Regions from separate parts of the Mus musculus genome. Here region 1 is linked to region 2. A link is a contact called in public Hi-C data. All regions are on one chromosome and are shown on one strand. The core of a region is the stretch at or near the end of the contact, and the rest is flanking DNA. Distances in the headings are between cores, read along the strand shown. Region 1 overlaps D5Ertd615e (DNA segment, Chr 5, ERATO Doi 615, expressed). Region 2 overlaps Ldb2 (LIM domain binding 2).

Region 1 (3,462 bases), core at 387-2,886, 520 kb before region 2:
TAAGCCCTCAAGTGCAAATGGGCACTTCATTGACCAAACCATCTCCCCAGTGCCCCATGAGAACTTAATAACTTCTAAGGGCAGCAGTACCAATGAACCACCTTCAACCCCTTACCACGTTGATCTCTCTCTCTCTTTTTTTTATAGATAATTTTTTTAAATTAGGTATTTTCCTCGTTTACATTTCCAATGCTATCCCAAAAGTCCCCCATACCCACCCACCCCCAATCCCCTACCCACCCACTCCCCCTTTTTGGCCCTGGCGTTCCCCTGTACTGGGGCATATAAAGTTTGCAAGTCCAAAGGGCCTCTCTTTCCAGTGATGGCTCACTAGGCCATCTTTTGATACATATGCAAAATATACAACCACATTGTTACACATGAGGCCAAGACTCTAGCACATGAATCCTTGCAGAGCAAACCCTACACAGGGGACAAAGTACACCCAAACTACAGCAGGTATAGCCTGTGTACTCAAGGAGCTACAAATAATAGGGCTTACTGAAGGGAAAAGGTACATGTGGATGGCTGTAGGAGAAATAAGCAAGAACCAAATGAAAAGGCCTTATAGGGTAGAACTATGAATATTCTTTCGTAGAGACAACTCTACATACACAGGCAGGGTTGATTTCTGAGTGTATATGAGTATGTGTTTGTGTGTGTGTGTGTGTGTGTGTGTGTGTGTGTGTGTGCACATGTGTGCATGCTGGCTTAGGAGCAGTAGATCAGTTCTGAGTTGGTCACTATCATCCAAGTAAAAAATATTAATGGTTGGGTAACCATGACTAATGAAGTCTCTGAATTATGGGCATATGTACATAAAATAGTTGGATGTAGAAACCACACACACACACACACACACACACACACACACACACACATCCATATATATGTCAGCATATTCCCGGACCCTGGACTCTATAGATTATAAAAATGGGGGCTGGTGCTAAACGTGAATGCATAAGTGTCATCAGGTAAACCAGGTTGCAAGGGTGCAAGGGCAGTCAATCCTCCTACATTCTTGGGGATGGACTTTCTTGTTCTTCTGAAAGGCATTGTGGCTGTTGGTTCTGTTCTCTATTGCCTATGGAGATCATTTAAAGACCAGGTACTGAAAGACTTTTGGCTGGGAAAGGGTTTCGGTTGTAGGAAACCATTGGCCACTGTCTTAGTCAGGGTTTCTATTCCTACACAAACATCATGACCAAGAAGCAGTTGGGGAGGAAAGGGTTTATTCAGCTTACACTTCCACATTGCTGTTTATCACCAGACTGGAACTCAAGCAGGTCAGGAAGCAGGAGCTGATGCAGAGGCCAAGGAGGGATATTCTTTACTCACTTGCTTCCAGTGGCTTGCTCAGCCTGCTCTCTTATAGAACTAAGGCCCAGAGATGGCACCACCCACAAGGGGACCCCTCCCCATCACTAATTGAGAAAATGCTTTGCAGCTGGATCTCGTGGAGGCACTTCCCCAACTGCAGCTCCTTTCTCTGTGATAACTCCAGCCTGTGCCAAGTTGACACAAAACCAGCCGGTACAGCCAGAGAACCAGACCTACAGGATACCTCTAGATGAGATCCTTTCTCTTAGAAAGGAGTTTCTAATTCCTCCTTTGAGCTGTCACTGCCTACATATTTAATTTCCTTTTGGGGGGTGGGTGCAGCAGCCATCTGGCCTGCTAACAAAAGGTTTCTAACTGATTATGCAAAGTGTTCAGAGTTAAAACTTGAACAGATGTGAATTTTTCCTTCTTTAAAATAAGAAGAAAATTGAAGTGAACAGGTTTTTTCCTTCCTTCCTTCCTTCCTTCCTTCCTTCCTTCCTTCCTTCCTTCCTTCCTTCCTTCCTTCTTTCCTTCCTTCTCCTTCCTTCCTTCCTTCCCTCCTCCCTCCTTCCCTCCCTCCCTCCCTCCCTCCCTCCCTCCCTTCCTTCCTTCCTTCCTTCCTTCCTTCCTTCCTTCCTTCCTTCCTTCCTTTTTTCCTGCTTCCTTCCATTTCTCTCTCTCTCTCTCTCTCTCTCTCTCTCTCAGAAATAATAAATTTCATCATGACAGTGTATTTCAGAGAAGTATTTCTGAATAATTTTAACATGCAGAACTTCAGACAAAGAACTTAGGTTAGCATGGAGGCTGATAAGAAGAAAGAATAAGAAGAAATTTTATATTAGGTTATGATTAATTTGAGAAGAGGACAAGAAACAGGCCATATGGGCAGTAGGGGACCATATATGCTAATCTTCTTTAGCATATATGGTCCCCTACAAACCAACAATTACCCCAACAGCACACTGACTAATCTTTGGAGTATACTCAAAACAGACTGGTAGCAGAAAATAGAAATCAGAATTGAATCAGAATTCACCATATGGAATCCTCCTGTGCACCCATCATGTGTGTCCAGCAAAGCCAACAGCTAAAGCAAATCAACCAAGTCCAGTAACAGGAATTCATGATGAAGGAAGAAGTCTGGGGTGTTCTTGCAACCACTGTGTTTATGTCAGCACAGTGAATACTGGTTGTAAGGTGCAAAGAAGAGGACATGTGACAACCCCTTAGAAGTAAGAGATGTCACCAGAAATCCTAGCAATGCATATATATATATATGCAGTAGCTTCCTTCAGAGGATGTCTTTGATGAAAACAATGACCATGACTGTCTGAGCTAAGAGTTGTTCTGTCCAGACTAACCCAAGAGTTGTTCTGTCCTAGTCAGTCAGAGTGGGGGGGGGGGGTGCAATGAAGCATGGCCAGTCTACAAATAAATTATAGGAAAAAAATAAAGAAAAGATTCAAAATGCAGATAGGATATCCAATCAAGAAGACAACACAAGAACAGGAAGCAATCCTGAGCAAGTGTTTTTAGGGGTTGCACAGCCCAGTTAATGAGAATTCAATATACAATGAATAGGCCCAACGATGAGAGAATTAAGAAAAATAGAACATCACCCAAGGGAACATAACACCCCAGAGGGGAAAATGGTAGGATAAAATATTTTCATTGAAGATTTAAACACAAAGTTCAAACAGGACCAAACATTACTGAAAGGTCAGTTACAGAAGAGGTACAGAGGCTTGTAACAGCACCGTGAATACTGGTTGCATGTGCAAAGCATGCAAACAGATAGGAGGGGATAGGGAAGGCAGACAGAGAAAGATTATTCAAAGTTCAGTTCATCTGGCAAACATTGAGAATCATACCCATGAGTCCAAGTCCTCAGATTACTGTATAGATGGGCAGGGATATGGATGTTAAGGTTCTTGGAGCAACGGAAGCAAGGGATGTTGGTGACTTACAGCCGAGAGAGCTAGCATTTGGATGCCTTCTCCATCATGAAATGTAGTTGGCAAAGTGATTTGGGTCTTTAAGAATGAATGGATCATGAGGAATGCACCATCAAGAATGAGCTAATGTCTTAGGAGTGGGCTGGTTATTATAAGACAGGGTTGTTATGAACTTGAGCTCTTG
Region 2 (3,651 bases), core at 788-3,287:
CTCTCTCTCTCTCTCTCTGATGTCAATTCTTTTAGCTGATTCAAATAAAATATGTCACCTCCTTATGCTTTAAGAGAAACAACGCATGTTAATTAAATAAAACTTTTCCATCATTCAGAAACTATGCTCAATGTCTGCAGCCATTGAAAAATTTCAGAAGCATTTTGTGTCAGCCTTTTTATAGGTTTAGTCAGTATCTTTCTTTCTAGGGTCAGGCCCAAACCCACAAGAGAGCAAGGTGAGTTGATCTGAGGGGATGTAATGGAACATTTTAGACTTGTGCTAGACCACACCCCACCTCACTTTTCTGAGGAATCCACAAGGCATGAAGTGCTTTTCTCATCTTAGTTAAGACACAGAGGTTTGCTTCTTGGCTTCATTTTATCTGGAATGTTCCCTCTGCTCCCCAGTGTGCTGTTTGTTTGTTTGTTTGTTTGTTTGTTTGTTTGTTATGTGTGTATGTTTTGGTTTTCTTTCTTTCTTTCCAGGAAAACAAGGCAATCACTAGAAAGAGCTGAACATAGCTCCCTTGGCTCTGAGAGCATCAATTATTTGGACCACCTATGTCATTTTGCTCCAAGGCAGAATGGACTATTTGCCTACTCCTGTAATAAATATTTCAATACTCTGATGAAAAATATCTCTTTCTAGGACATGTAGTTTCATTATAGCGACTTAATCCAGATGCTAATTATGCACATTTATTTTTAGGAAATTTGATAGGATTCGAAGGATTCATTTTTCTTCTCTCTCTCTCTCTCCCTCTGCCTGTCCCTCCCTCCCTCCTTCCACCCTTGATGTTCACTATGCTACTCTAATTTCCTTCTGTTCTTATGTTAATTAAAAATAACTTAGCCTTGTGTAATCAAACACTATGGCTATTTTAAACAAAAAGTAAGCTTCCTGGTGCCACAAAGAAAGAGAATTGTAAAACCTGAGCTGGCATTCTGGTCCTACTCCTGGAGGATTTTTAGCACATTATGTGTCTGCAGCTTACATTGTTCTAATTTAGACGACCACTAAACTGTTTCTCCCCAAATAGCATTTGACCCAATGGCTCTGAGTTGCTTTTATGAAAATTTGGTCAACTAGCGAATCGGAAATCAGCCACATTCCTAATCAACAGAGATATTAAATATCCCTCAGGGGTATAGTGAGCATTTTGCAATTTCCTGATACCAGGAACATTATAGATTAAGGATAAATATGTAATTAGAATTTTTAAATGCACATAATAAAGCCTTTCTTTTATGTTTTCAATTTCAAATCAAATAGAAAAACAAGGCTTAATAATCAGAAGAGCATGCCGGGAGAGTTTCAGAGTCAAAGCCCCTTGAGTTATTGTCAAGGATGTGAACATGTGAACATCGGGAGATCCTGAGAGAGCCACTGTAAATGTAAATTCTTGGCTTTTGCAAAGTAAAACAATAGGTACAACCCCTGTTGGATACCTGCATCACTTCTGCAAACATGAGTTTTTGGATTTTTTTTCTCTTCTCAGTTATTTATCATGAAATCATTTACTCCTGAGACAAATATAACCTGGAAGCACATTAACTAAGTGTCCTCTAAGTGAACACTTCTCACTTGATTTTCTTCACAGTTGTTTCCCATTCTGACTTTTCCCTGTGTATCACACTACAATCTAAAATTTCTTATGTCAAAGATCATATCCCCCTAATTAAGTATTATGTCCCCCAAATAAAATTTACATATGTGATATCTCTAGGTAAAATTCAGAGAGCTTTTTAGAATTTAGATAGTATTCTAAATTCTCTATTAGACTCACGCTGTTGTTCATATATAAAGATACAAAACTAAATATTCCCACCTATTAAAAAATATACACATTGCTCTATGAGAGCTGTTGAATCATAGGACAGTGTGATCAGTATTACTTCATTAGCTAGAGAGAGAGAAGGGTTAAAAAGCTACCGGGTAGTTGGAGAAATGTTCTTTTTTACTTTTCTCATTCCTGGCCGAGTCTCAAGCTAGCACGTGATCAACTGAATGCCTGCCAGCCTCTTTCTTGTTGATCCTCCGGAGACCATCTGTGCTGGGGGCATTGATTAGAGTGTGTCTGCTGGGATTACATCTTTTCTGTTGCCATGCCAACTAATCAGCTGATTTTGGTTACCACAGAAACAAAATGTCAGAGCTCACAGTACGGTAACATGAATTCAGCACAACAGAAAATGTTTTCTTAATTGGGGACCCTTTTTGATTTTTGGATTCCAACAGAAAAGCAGGATATTTTTTTCCTTTAAAGACCAACTTTAGATAAAAGCTGCATTAACTCTATTGATTAATAAGAATCTACAGATATTTTTTGAAGTGAGAAAACATTACTTTTACTTTATTAGCTATGCTTATTTTTTTATATTTCCTAACAAAGGAGACATACACTCTTCCATATGTACCTCTGTTATGGTTCTTGGTGGTTGCATAGAAAACAAACCACAAAGCTTTGGATTTCATTTAGCTTCCATTAGAGAAGGGGAGTCTCCCGGAGTCTTGGGATAATGCTATATGTATAATCATTTGGGAGGGGGGAAGAACACCGACCAAAATTCTCTTGCATCTTTCATTTTTGGATATCATTTAACTTACTTTAAAAAAAAAATCTGTTGTAGTCAACTGGGAAACAGTTCTAAGAATTCCCATTTTATACATAGTACTCCCTGGATACAGTGAGCCCATTTGACTCCAAAGGGAGCCCGTGACTTGTGGCAATTTTCCATTTTGTTGGCCTGACGCGGTTTGTCTGTAAGAGAAGTCCCAACCAGTTTGCTATGACAGAGTGAAGGAAGGAAGCACCTAACCTTGGCCCTGCAGATGCTCCCACTGAGCAGACTTCAGAAGGATTACACACTTTCCCTCTCATCATAAAACTTGGATCTAGCTGAAGCAGACCAGAGCCTTTTTCTACCCTGATCCTGTGGTTTACAGACAGAAAACAAATAGATGATAATAGCAGCAGCAGCAGCAAGAACAACAATAATAGTAACAATAAATGACCCTGATATTAAACCAGGCTAATATATTTGTTTAACTATCTAATAATCCCATCTCTTAAAAAAATAAAGAAAATATTATAGCCTATGGATATGTTTTTCCCATAGATAGTTTACTTGTGACCCTCCCTTCTGTGAAAGTTGTCACTGCAGGTGACTTGTATGAAATTAACACCCTGAAGTGGAGGTAGGGATTTGGTTTAATCTGCATGATACTTCTTTGAGAACCTTGGTAAATTAATTCCAGTGCTCGAGATGTGTTTGGGAGAATGGTTTGGGGACATTGGCGACATCTGCCTTTCTACTCACTAACACTCATAGCTAAGCTGCCAGAAACCATGCTCAGCAGACAACCCCTCTCAGAGTTTTAGGGCATGGAGCCCACATGTCCAAACTTACTCAGAAGTTCTGCTAATTGCTTCTGAGGTTGAGGTCTTCACCCAGATTATCAATAATTATCTCATTACATCCAACAGATCTTTGATAAAATGAAGATGGCAAGTGTACTTTTTTTCAGCAGAGCCTGATTAAGCCTTCTATACTGATTCTTCCCCACAACTTCTGAAATGTCTCATCAGAGTACATGGAACGCCCCCGACCATTGCCTGTGACAGTTAGAACTTCCCAAATGGCATAG

Evidence for each region. Hi-C and Micro-C count contacts between places; a contact is called where the count stands out from the background.
Region 1: a Hi-C map of cortical neurons shows a contact between it and region 2, with 1.8 times the contacts expected there. The contact joins two enhancer-like sites. A contact is called at or near these places in 1 of 484 Hi-C or Micro-C datasets (cortical neurons) and 1 of 115 datasets of contacts at active chromatin or transcription factors (a beta-TC-6 cell line).

What each region holds. Positions count from the first base shown.
Region 1 is chr5:45,060,840-45,064,301 of GRCm38.p6, reverse strand. All of the region lies in intron 5 of D5Ertd615e (DNA segment, Chr 5, ERATO Doi 615, expressed), which reads left to right. Among named protein-coding and RNA genes, the nearest start is that of 4930431F12Rik, 96 kb to the right of the region's middle. Within about 2 kb of position 1,636, at least 6 of the 459 cell types and tissues checked have an H3K27ac peak or open chromatin away from gene starts, as enhancers often do. A contact at or near this core is called in cortical neurons, where this site is marked.
Region 2 is chr5:44,536,602-44,540,252 of GRCm38.p6, reverse strand. The region is part of intron 3 of Ldb2 (LIM domain binding 2); the gene reads left to right. Among named protein-coding and RNA genes, the nearest start is that of Gm40297, 110 kb to the right of the region's middle. Within about 2 kb of position 2,037, at least 56 of the 459 cell types and tissues checked have an H3K27ac peak or open chromatin away from gene starts, as enhancers often do. A contact at or near this core is called in cortical neurons, where this site is marked.